2 separate regions of the Mus musculus genome follow, and region 1 is linked to region 2. A link is a contact called in public HiChIP or PLAC-seq data. All regions are on one chromosome and are shown on one strand. The core of a region is the stretch at or near the end of the contact, and the rest is flanking DNA. Distances in the headings are between cores, read along the strand shown.

Region 1 (5,935 bases), core at 2,449-4,948, 1.0 Mb before region 2:
CTAATATGCCACTTCAAGAACACTATCAGAAGAAAACATGAAGTACCTGAAATAGAATAATGATAAAGACAAATCGCATATAGTACATACTCTGTATAAACTTCTAGGTCTTCATTAGTTTTAGCTTAAAAAGGTTCAACCACACATTTACTGTGTGATTAAAAATTACAGCAGCAAATATGTACATTTTAGCAAATTTAAACTTTAACAATCTTCCCTCATTTTTCAAGAAGCTAATCTTTTACATTTTCAAATGAACTGAAATACCAACTTAATATTTAGCAAACTCTAAAAACATCAACTGGCAACTCTCTCTCCTCTCTTTCTCTCTCTCTCTCTCTCTGTCTCTCTCTCTCTGTCTCTCCCTGTCTCTCTCCCTGTCTCTCTCTCTCTCTGTCTCTCTCTCTCTCTCTGTCTCTCCCTGTCTCTCTCCCTGTCTCTCTCTCTCTCTCTGTCTCTCCCTGTCTCTCTCCCTGTCTCTCTCTCTCTCTCTCTGTCTCTCCCTGTCTCTCTCTCTCCCTGTCTCTCTCTCTCTCCCTGTCTCTCTCTCTCCCTGTCTCTCTCTCCCTGTCTCTCTCTCTCTCTGTCTCTCTCTCTGTCTCTCTCTCTCTCTCTGTCTCTCTCTCTCTCTCTCTCCCTCTCTCTCTCTCCCTCTCTCTCTCTCTCCCTCTCTCTCCCTCTCTCTCCCTCTCTCTCTCTCTCCCTCTCTCCCTCCCTCTCCCTCTCCCTCTCCCTCTCCCTCTCCCTCTCTCTCTCTCTCTCTCTCTCTCTCTCTCTCTCTCTCTCTCTCTCTCTCTCTCATTGTGAGACAGGGTTTCTCTGTGTAGCCTTGGCTGTCCTAGAACTCACTCTGTAGACCAGGCTGGCCTGGAACTCAGAAATCCGCCTGTCTCTGCCTCCCAAGTGCTGGGATTAAAGGCGTGCCCCACCACCACCCAGCTGATTTGATTTTAGGTTTCAAGATGTGGTCAAACTAGATCAGCTGGCTAAAAGACTAAAAATACTCCCAGTTATTTTACAGTATACTGATTGAGATGTGGAGACTCTTAAACACTCTGCACTACAGCACTGACATGGCAGACTGGGAGATCATTACCGTTTCTGAACAACCTCCCTTAAGTAAAGAAACGTGTCATAGCTCCCTGCTGTGTTAGTATTCAAGATTATTTTAACTGCATAGGGATATATTGTAACTCTCAAACTTATCACTAGCTCCAATGAAATTTATTGCTAGTTACAGCTATTTTAAAATGGCTCCATTAGTAGATAGGACACCATTTCAATGTTCAAATTTAGCATTTCATTAAAAACAAAAAATGTCTGCCCCAAGAATTCATTCTCCAGCCCGGCGGAGGTGGCGCCCGCCTTTAATCCCAGCACTTGGGAGGCAGAGACAGGTGGATTTCTGAGTTCAAGGGCAGCCTGGTCTGCAAAGTGAGTTTCAGGATAGCCAGGGCTACACAGAGAAACCCTGTCTCGAAAAACCAAAAAAAAAAAAAAAAAAAAAAAAAAAGGAATCCATTCTCCACTTTGTTCCCTTGTTTTACAGTAATGACTAAAGCAGGGGGTTCTCAGCGCTCCTGATAAGCCCACCCTTTAGCACAGTACCTCATGCAGTGATGATCCCAACCCTATGATTATTGTTGCTACTTCATAATGTAATTTTGCTACTGTTATAAATCATAATGCAAATATCGGAGCGTTCCCCCGGGGGTCGCGGCCCACAGATTGAGAGCCATTCCTCTAACAACTCGGTCAGGAGTGCCTTTATACACATATGTGGGGGAGGGCAGCTTAGGTATGATCCTTAAATAAACGTCTTGGAATTTCTACGAAAAGTGACTGCAACTCATAAAACAGCTTTTGGCTACGTTATATCAAAAATTTAAGAGCCAGACTAGGTAACTGAGGTTCTCCATGGATTTGGGTATGAATATTTAAATGTGACATTTAAAAAAACACACATGGTACAGTCAATTTCATATAGATGTTACCAAATACAGAACTCTATAGTTCCCATCTTTTTAAAATGAATTACTGAGAAAAAAAAAATTTAAGCTAAGCAAAGGCTTTAAGGATGATATCACTAAGGGCTTACACACACAGGCTCACACACTCTTGCATGCCACACACAAAAGAAACAGACTTACACTTCAAGTCCATTAAAGTTTACCCTAAGATTGTGCCGAAGGCACACAAAGATTTCCAAATGCAGAGGGGGAAAAAAAATCCCTAGGTACACATTTAGTATACAAAAGCAATCAAAGGTCCATCCGGCAGACACTTTGAGAAAATGTTTCAAGACTTCAAGTCTGAAGTCCACTGGAATCTTGATTTATTCGTTACTCTCGAGGCTAGGTTGTTTTCTCCCAACATACTTCATTGGGATAACTAAAGCATTTACAAATAAACTAGTCAGTCTCAATTTGAAGTACACCTTCCTTTTCATTAAAAGTTCAGGATCTCTTAAGGACTGGACGCATAGTGAGATCACATTACAGTACTCGGGAAGAACATTTGCTTTGTTGTTGACCCTGCTAGGGAAACAGGTCTTGACTCAGCCAAAGTGGCGTTCTTGTGGGTGATTAATGACAGGCCTACAACTCGCCCCAGTGACATCCATCCCCCTCCAAACCCCACCCCTTCTATACTAAAACCAGCCAAGTCTAAAATGGAGGAGGGGCTGCCTTCTCGCCTCAAACCACTCAGTCACTGAGTTAATAGCTGCAACCAATCGATTCAGCCCAAGAGACCCGGAGATTCGGGTGAAATGTGACCCTTCTCTCGCCTGACTTATGAATAATATCACCCTCTCTGATCATTTCCGCTGGGGCTCTACATAAGGAAACGATTCTAGGGATCTAGCCCCAAATGATCTGCCTCACAATGAGGGACCCCCACAATGCCGGCCAACCCGACTCGTACCCACCCAACCTGCCGACACCACCCCCACCTCGGTTCAGGCCCTTCCTTCCCTTTGTGTCCGCACCCAAGCTCCCGGCCGCAGCCCACCCCGGCAGCCCCGGGGCCGAGGCCCACCTGTGGTGAGCCGGGAAGAGACGTCGCCGAAGGGGGAAGGCTCCATCCGGAGATACTTCTGCGGCGAGGCGGCCGCGGCCGAGGCGGCGGCGGCGGCGGTGGCGGCGGCAGGGGAGGCGGCAGCCGAAGCCGGCGCCGACAAAGGCGCGCACCGCCTCCGCTTCGGAGATGCGGGGCTCAGCAGCGGGTCGAAATCCAGAGTCCTTTTCAGAGTGGCTCCGCACGCCATGGTGGCGGGCGGCCGAGGCTCGGCTCGGGCGGGGCCGGGAAGGACGGGGGCAAACGGGCCCTCCGAGGTGCCCGGTGGGTGTGGGGCCCGGGACGGCGGAGCCGCGACAGGGCAGGCGGGCGAGGCGCGAGGGTCGCGCCGCCGGCTCGGGGCCGCTCCCGAGAGGCCGGGCCGCCCCCGCCGTGCGCTCGGGCTGAGCGCGCCGGGGCTCCTGCGCGGAGACCCGCTCCCTTCGGAAGTGGACCCGGCCAGTGGCGCGACCCAGACGCGATCTCCGACACGCCGGTGCAGACGGAAGCTCGTGAGTGGCGGCCACGCGCGGGAGCTGCGAGGTAGCCCGGCCGTACAGAGCTAAGCAATGCACTCGACCCTCTCTTCTCCACGGAACAACTCTGCCACCCGCCGCCGGCCCCAATATGGCGTCAATAACAACGCCGCCGATTCAAATCCTGCGGCCCCAGGGCGCCTGCGCACCGGGGGCGGGCCCGCCAGAGTGCATTCTGGGATTTGTGGGGTTTCGTGAAGGGCAGGGATCGGCCTGAAAGGCGGTTACCCAGAAGTCACAGAAACTACGACTCCCGTCATCCAAGGCGCACGATCCCAAGTTCCGGGTTGGAATTTAAATACCCCCTCATAAGTAAGAGAGTTTAAAAAAAAAAAAAAAAAAAAAAGACCTAAGGAAGAGAAAGGAGAGCCTGTGAGACAGTGGGGAAGAGGAAGCGAACCCATTGGAAAAGCAAGCTAAGCACTTTAGAGACCCTGTGAAGATTTGGCATAGTGACTTAAACGGGATATAACAAAGAGCCAGTCTAATATTTGGAGAGAGATTAATTTAGCTGTCAGGAGCGCCAAAAAACCAAATCTGTCACATGGAGGAGATAGGAAATAATGAAAACACCAATTTGGGTCCTCGAGACAGAACGACAGTAATAATATCAGATTACAGGATCTTTGAAGTCTGTGCTTTGCGCTTCCCAGATAGGTACTTGTTTGCTTATTAAATTCTGCATAGCTGAAAAGGAGCACAAAGTCAATTGTTTACTATGAGCAGAGAGCGATCAACACCAGAAATTTGTTGAGTTTGGAAGGCTGGGTGGGGTCTAGGGAAAGGCAAGCAAATAAATGCCTAGGGAGCAGGACCCATCTTTATTAGCAAAGTGGGAAGAAATATTTCTAAAATTTGTTTTTTCATCAACTATCTAAAATAGGGATCGACTACAGCACTGATGAAGTAATTTATGTAGATACTTTATATCTTCTGCCTGTGGATGCTAGCTCTCCACCAAGATTATAAGTATTAATACGCCTAATGCTCACTCTTTTCTGCTTACTCAGAAATCAACATATGTGGCTGCTTTATAGTTGTTTTGGACAATACCTCTCTATATATCCATTTGTTTAGAATTGTTCACCACCACAAAGATCAGCTTTCTTGATCACACTGTATAAGCAACTCTGTCACACTTATTTTAATTTAGAATATAGTTCTTAGAAAGTATCTTTTGAGAAAGACCAGCATTCTATGAAACAGTCACTTAACTAAGACTTGTACTAAGGATGTGTTTATTAAATTATAAAAACTCCAGGAAATCTGTTATTGTGCTGAAACTGACTGGACGTTCATACTTTATGTAAGAGCAGAATAAGAAAAGTTCTTGACTTTTTTTTTTCCTTTGGAGATAAGATCTGATATCAAATTCACTGGGTAGCCAAAGATGACCTTGAACTTTTGACCCTCCCACCTCTACCTCCTGAGAACTAAGGTTAAGATGATTGGCGTGTGCCATCATACATCGTTTATATATTGCCAGGGGTCAATCAAGCACCCTAGCAACTAAACAGCAGCCTCTCCTTTTGTCCACTAAGATTTGACCACAGGTGGCACGGAAGGTAAAAGGGAGCCACAAGACAGGACATTGAGATTGTGTGGAAGAGGAGGAAGGGGTAATAGAGTATTTGTGACATGAAAGCAGAAGGTAACTGCCAGGGGAGAAAGGGTACACGGCCTGGAGGAATGAACAGAAACAAATCAGGTATGAGCAGGCCATAACGCAAATTGCATTGTGGGCTAATGTTAAAAATAAACAAGAAATTCAGTAGGATAAATAAAAGCAATTGTATAGAGGTCAGAAAAAGAGCAGTAGTAAGGACTACCAGCGTTAGCCACTCTAATTGTCTGGGAATGTCGATATAGCTAGCATAGTTTGCTCATTTATGCTTTTGTCTTTTGTTGTTTGTTATTTTTGAAATTTGTTAGTTGGTTTTTCCTAACTGTTGTATGGCTATGAAGAGACACTATGATCAAGGATACATATAAGATAAAGCATTTAACTGGAGGCTTGCTTATAGTTTCAGAGGGTTATCATCATGGAAGGAAACGTGGCATGGATGGAGTAGTAGTAGTGAGAGCTTATAACTTGATCTGGAGGCAGGAAAGAGAGACAGAGAAAGAGAGACAGAGAGAAAGAGACAGAGAGAGACAGAGACACACAGAGAGACAGACAGACAGACACAGAGAGAGAGAGACACAGAGAGAGAGACACACACACACACACACACACACACACACACACACACACAGAGAGAGAGAGAGAGAGAGAGAGAGAGAGAGAGAGGGCCCCCCTTGTGATACATCTCCAACAAGACCACACATCCTACCTTCCTAAA
Region 2 (5,970 bases), core at 1,601-4,100:
TCAAAACCTTGATTTGTGGGTGCCACTAAAGAGAACAGCTAGAGCCCACACAGTGGGGTCTTTGGAAGGAATCTCCAGAGAGATGAAATGTTTTGATCGGAATTGAAACTTACTTATGGTTTGAAGGTGAAGGATTCTCCCACCTCCCAGGCACTTAGGGAAATCTCAATAACACATGTATTTACAGTTGGACTCAGTCAGCTCTATAGTCACAGGCTATAATGTCTTTGTCCCTTCTTAACAAGATAATCCCCTGACTGACATCCCTCATCCAGGAGTGATGTTCTTGCTGCCTCTAATCTCCCAGAGTCCTTTCCATCTACTTAATAGAAAGAAATGGCTTTCTCTTCATCTGCCTGACAGATGCCATAAACCGCATTTGTCACCCCTGAAGTCGGGGCATCGATAACTTCTACGGGACAGAGTTGATAATCATCTCTCGGTATAAACTTGTCTTTTAAAACATTAGATAAATGGCGAACCTCTCCACACTGTCAGCGGCGTCAGTCAAAGTGACTCATGGGCTTTAGCAGCCCCTGATAGCAGGACAGTGGCTGCCATACACACTACACACACACACACACACACACACACATACACACACACTCACACACACACACACACACACACACACACACACACACACACACGCACGTGCGCGCGCGCGCCGGTGTTTGCAGTCTATTGCTCTTACAGTGCCTCCTCCTTCTGGATTCTGGGCGACCCCATGCTGTGTATGCTGCACCTTAACCCCCTCAGCACCACCAAATGGGCCTAACAGCCCTGTAGCCACGTGCCTCACTCTGTAACCCATGCTGTGTATGCTGCACCTTAACCCCCTCAGCACCACCAAATGGGCCTAACAGCCCTGTAGCCACGTGCCTCACTCTGTAACCGCCACCACTGATGAATGAATGCTCACCTCATTCCAGGGATCACAACCATACTGCTTTTGTTAATTCTCAAGAAGTGAGAAGAAACTGTGACAAAGAACAAGTTCCAGCACACACGGGTGAGGATGCCTACGGAGACCAGAAGAGGACATCAGATCCTCTGGAGCTGGAGTTACAGAGGTCTGTGAACTAACTGATGTGTGCTAGGAACTGGCCCTGCTCGAGCACTGATCACTCTTAGCTACCGACCCATCTCCCCAGGGCCAGCATTGGAACTTTTTGTTTGACTGTTAAAAGCAGAGCCTCACTCCACAGCCTAGGCTGTTCTTGAACTCACTGCCCTCCTGATTCAGCCTTCTGAGTGCTGGGACTACCCCACGTGCCGCGACACTTAGCGTGAAAGTCATATTAATTAAAGAAACAAAACCGTTGAAACACTCATTTGTTTGGGTTTTGTATGTTTTTATATGCACATGTGTGGGGAATGTATGCCACAGTGCATGTGTGGAGGAGGTCAGAAGGCATGGGAACTTCCACCATGTGGAGTTCAGGGATAGCACTCATGTTACCAGGTTACCAGACTTGAGCACTTTTCTAGACTCAAATGACGTATTGTACCTGTGAGTTGGTTACTCCTGAACCATTTCCTCTCGTCCAGTCTAAGACCTCTTTCCTCTGGACCAAGACTCTCTTGCAGAATCTGGCATCTTGTGCTGTGGTGGTTCTTCCTGCTTGTGCCCTCCCTTGGGCATCACTGAAGATGCTGGTCCCATCTCCCACACTGTACCTCAGAGCCTACACACAGGCATTTAGGGCACTGTTCCCTACTTTGGAGCCACATACTAGACACCTAAAACTGGCCCACCCTTTAAGAGCTTGTTCACTGAGATTTAAGGTTTTTGTGAGTTCAAAATGATCCAGGACTAGTGCGGATTAAACTTACAACAGTTTTGTTTCACTCACAATAAAAAGGGTAAAATAAATAGAATAGTCGTCAACATCTGCATACCTCTGCCAACACACACACACACAAATGAGCACACATGCACATACTCCTACATATGTGTGCACACACACAAGCACACCCATATGGACAATACCAACATTTCCCTGTTCCTTCCCACCTACCTAGCTCCTGCCTCATGCTAAGCCCTTCAGTCTAGCTCCGACCTGTGGCTGTTCCTTCTACCTGGGACTCTCTTTCCCTAAAGTACCCTGAGCTTACTACTCCGCCTGCTTCAGAGCTTTAGCTAAAAGCCACGTGGTCCCTGAGGACCAGCCTGAGAACTATATGCTCTACTGCCACCTCACCCTACCCCACACCCACACCTCTGATCCCTGACCCTGCTCTGTGATTTCCCCCATCCATTAGCCATTTCCCCAATAATTTTATATCAACGGAGTCACAGAGTGCTGGGTATTTGATTGCACCCTAGTCTGAATGTATCTATAAGGACAAAGTAAAGCAGACTGATGCTGTCAGTGTGGGAGCGCCTCACCACTGAAGGTCCAATCAGGCCAGAAGGCAGAGGAAGGAAGACCCGGCATTCCTCCTGGCTTCCTCCTCGGCTCTGAGGCTGCAGTTAATAACAACGCTTCTCCGACTGTTAGACTTTGGAAGAACTACGGTTGTGGCTCTATCAGGTCATAGCTATGGCCCTCAATTCTTTGTCATAGAAATAATTGGGGAGATGGTGCATGACAGGGTCTGCCCAAGACTCTTCCTGGGGAGAGCTGCAAAATCAAGGAGGATGAAGCCTGCAGTTTTTTTTTCTACCTTACTTAGAAAAGTAAAGCGGAGACCTTTACAGGCAAAAGAGAAAGCCTAAGGAGCCTGTTCCAAGGTGGCTGGCTCGTTTTGAGAAGCTCCCACCACAGACTGCAGGAGCCAGGGAGCTTACACAACCCGCACTGCACTTACAACAACAGGCACTCTAACTGGAACAAAGGCTGCAGCTGGAGTGGCAGCCACATTAGCAGAAGGAAGTGCTAGGAGAATAAAAAGGGTGGGAGGTGGCGGGGAGCTGAGGTAGGGGGCTGCCACTGTCCACAGGCTGGGTACTTAGTACTCTATGGAGCAGAAACAGGATGCTGTTTTTACAAAGTGCCCGCATGGGCATCTTGGTAGCACTCTGTTGTCATGGTTGTTGTTAAGAAACTCAAGTACCATGGGACTGTGTGCTGTCCAGCCAGGAGAGCACAGCTAGACAAAGGGGAAGATGCTTCCCATCTGGCTCATGCATGTGGCACTAGGTATCTATTAGGGACTTACACATGGTACTTTGTCTCTACAGGAGACTTGCACGTGATACTTTGTATTTACAGGGGATTTGCCCATAGTCCTTTGTATCTACCGGGGACTTGCCCATGCTATTTTGTATCTGCAGGGGATTTGCCCACCTACAACACTGCCCTTGACAGCAGAAAGGATCCCAGGGAGTAAGTAGCCAGCATTTGTAGCCTATACCCTGAAGGAAAAACAGGAAACTGTGAGGAGCAGCTGAGACTCCATCCTCGGACTAGCATCTGTAATCAGATCATTGAAAGCCAGACCCAGAGGAGAAAGAGCAGGCAACCACTGCAGAGGAATCCCCTGAATGAGACTCGTGGGGGCCTGGGAAGCAATGCACCCAGCTACCAGACCACTTCCCATGTCCCATTTTACTACCCGCTCTCCCTCCCTCCTCCACATCCATTCCTCCCTTACATAACATTCCCTGCCAATCTAGGAGACCAGATCTGTCTGCTAGATTGTTTTTCCCCTTTTCTTCAATAAGAGGTCTAACAAAATGAACAGACAGTTCTCAAAAGATGAAATACAAATGGTTAATGAAGACATCTTCAAAAACAAACAAACAAACAAAACTGTCCAACCACACTGGCATCAGAGAAATGCAAATCAAAACTTCTCGGAGCTTGCACCTCACCTCAGTCAGGGGGGCAGTATTAAGAAAGCAAGTAGTAACAAATGCTGGCGAGGATGTGGGCAAAGGAGCCTGGGGCACTGCTGGGGGGATGTAAACTGGTCCACCCAGGATGGAGTGCTCTCAAAAAAACCTGAAAATACACCTATCTCATATGACCCAGCTGTACTAACTCAGGGTATTTATTCAAAGAAGCTCAAGTCAACATCATCCCCAAGAGAGTTGTACATCAACGTTTACTACAGCACTATCCACAAAAGGTAAGTTATGGAACCAACCTAAATAAGTGCCTGCCAATAGAGACCTGAATAAGTGTGTGTGTGTGTGTGTGTGTGTGTGTGTGTGTGTGTGTGTGTGCGCGCAAAAATATCCAGCAGCAAAAGAACAGAGCGATGCAGAAAATTGATGCATTTTAAAGATCATGTTAAACAAATCAAGTCAATTACAGAAAGGCACATAATATGTCTCCTCTCATTTGTAGTTTTCAGATTTTATAGAAATACACAAAATCATGTATACATATATATATGTCGAATTTAAAATGTCAAGGGGGTTGGTCTTGCAAACTTTATATGCCTCAGTATAGGAGAACACCAGGGCCAAGAAGTGGGAGTGGGTGGGTAGGGGAGTGGGGGAGTATGGGGGACTTTTGGGATAGTATTTAAAATGTAAATGAAGAAAATACCTCATAAAAATATATAAAATAAAAAAATGTCAAGGGGGACAAAAGGGGTCAATTTCTAGAAAGCAGGAGAGGGGGAAGGGAGGGTAGGGAGGTATGGAAAATATAGTCAGGATACAATATGTGCATGTTTAAGAGCTTAAAGAAAAAGTTAATTAAATTTCAAAAAGAAACATGAAAAGAAAGCTCTCTGATATTCGTCTGTGTCAGCTGGGTCACTCCTTTTCCACCTTACGTATAAAGGGCCAATGAAATCCATACAAATAAGAAAACACCCCAGAAAAATAAAATAAAAATGACTGCGTAGCCCAGTCCAGGGTGAACACACACCCAACAGGAAGCTCTCCACCAACATACCACACACCTTCGTTGGCACCCACTTGACCTCAGTGCTCCCCAGTTGGAAGGCAAGCCATGAAGACAGAACCCTGGGTGTGTCTGTCTTTGTAGCCCCACTGTCCGAGAACTGCTCAAAAGATATTGGCTGACTGTGTAGTAGGTCTCACAGGCTGCCATGGCAGAGGAGAGGCAGGGGAAGGAGCCTGTCCTAGGAACAAAAGAGTACCAGGCACCCTCTGCAAACAGTCTGGGCTTCCAGAAACTTCCTCAACTTCCTGGCTGGCTCACATTCTGTTGTCCCTCCCCTTGCCACGCCTCTTCCGTTTCTCTAGTCATATCATCCAACACGACTTCTCAGCTCCACCCAGCACCTCTCAGGCTGAGTCTGCTAAACACAAATCTATACATATACATGAAGCCCCTACCTTCATACCAGAAATGTTCTAAGGATGCCACAATGATCAAAACAGTCAAAACTCTGCCCCGGAGCCTTACAGTCTAGGTGGAACAGTCAATCAAGACTAACAGGTCAGCTATGTGGACAACAGAACCTTGCTGAACACTCTTCCGTGCTTGCTTAAACCTCGCTGTGGATCCCAAATGTCTCTGGGTAAAATTCAAGCCACTGCACTCAGGACCCAAGAGCCCTTTTGTGTCAGCTCCTCCAGCCCAAGGAGGGCTGGCTACGTGCACTCCACGTTCCAGATAAAACACAAGCAGCAGATCTGTGTGTGCTGCTTGACGCAGCTGGGCCTGCCGTGCTGTTGTATCTGCGTAGGGTGTCCATCACCCTCCCGCCTTGTCTTTGCCCATCTCTCGCGTGCTCAATACCAAGCCGAGGCTTCAGGTTTTCTACAGGGCGTTTTCCTCGGAGCTTCATGCCGCTACTCACCCCTAGTTCAACCAGGAAGCCCTCCCTGCTAACGTTTCTGCCTTTGCCATCTCACTGGGCAGTCTGTGCTAATAGATTCCCTGTCTGATTAAATGACTACCCACTGTCTTGGATGGCCTCTGATATTAGTATTTCTGAGTCACAGAATCAATTACAGATGGCCAATTCTTATTTGCCAAGTAAATGAACAGGTGGATGAATAAACAGGGGTGGAAGATGTTTTAAGCCATCTTCTGCTGC

What was found. HiChIP or PLAC-seq counts read pairs in DNA pulled down with a chosen protein or histone mark.
Region 1: an H3K27ac HiChIP or PLAC-seq map of stem cell-derived neural progenitor cells shows a contact between it and region 2, with 7 times the contacts expected there. The contact joins the promoter of Akirin2 here to the enhancer-like site in region 2. A contact is called at or near these places in 1 of 39 promoter capture datasets (neural stem cells), 1 of 484 Hi-C or Micro-C datasets (ventricular fibroblasts) and 10 of 115 datasets of contacts at active chromatin or transcription factors (VIP interneurons, embryonic forebrain, embryonic stem cells and 5 more).

What each region holds. Positions count from the first base shown.
Region 1 is chr4:34,548,378-34,554,312 of GRCm38.p6, reverse strand. It overlaps Akirin2 (akirin 2), which reads right to left and starts at 3,698. Exons shown (of 5, transcript NM_001007589.3): 1 at 3,040-3,698. The coding sequence starts at 3,268.
Region 2 is chr4:33,546,686-33,552,655 of GRCm38.p6, reverse strand. No RefSeq gene overlaps it. Among named protein-coding and RNA genes, the nearest start is that of Gm32893, 19 kb to the left of the region's middle. Within about 2 kb of position 2,850, at least 21 of the 459 cell types and tissues checked have an H3K27ac peak or open chromatin away from gene starts, as enhancers often do. A contact at or near this core is called in VIP interneurons, neural progenitor cells, neural stem cells and 1 more, where this site is marked.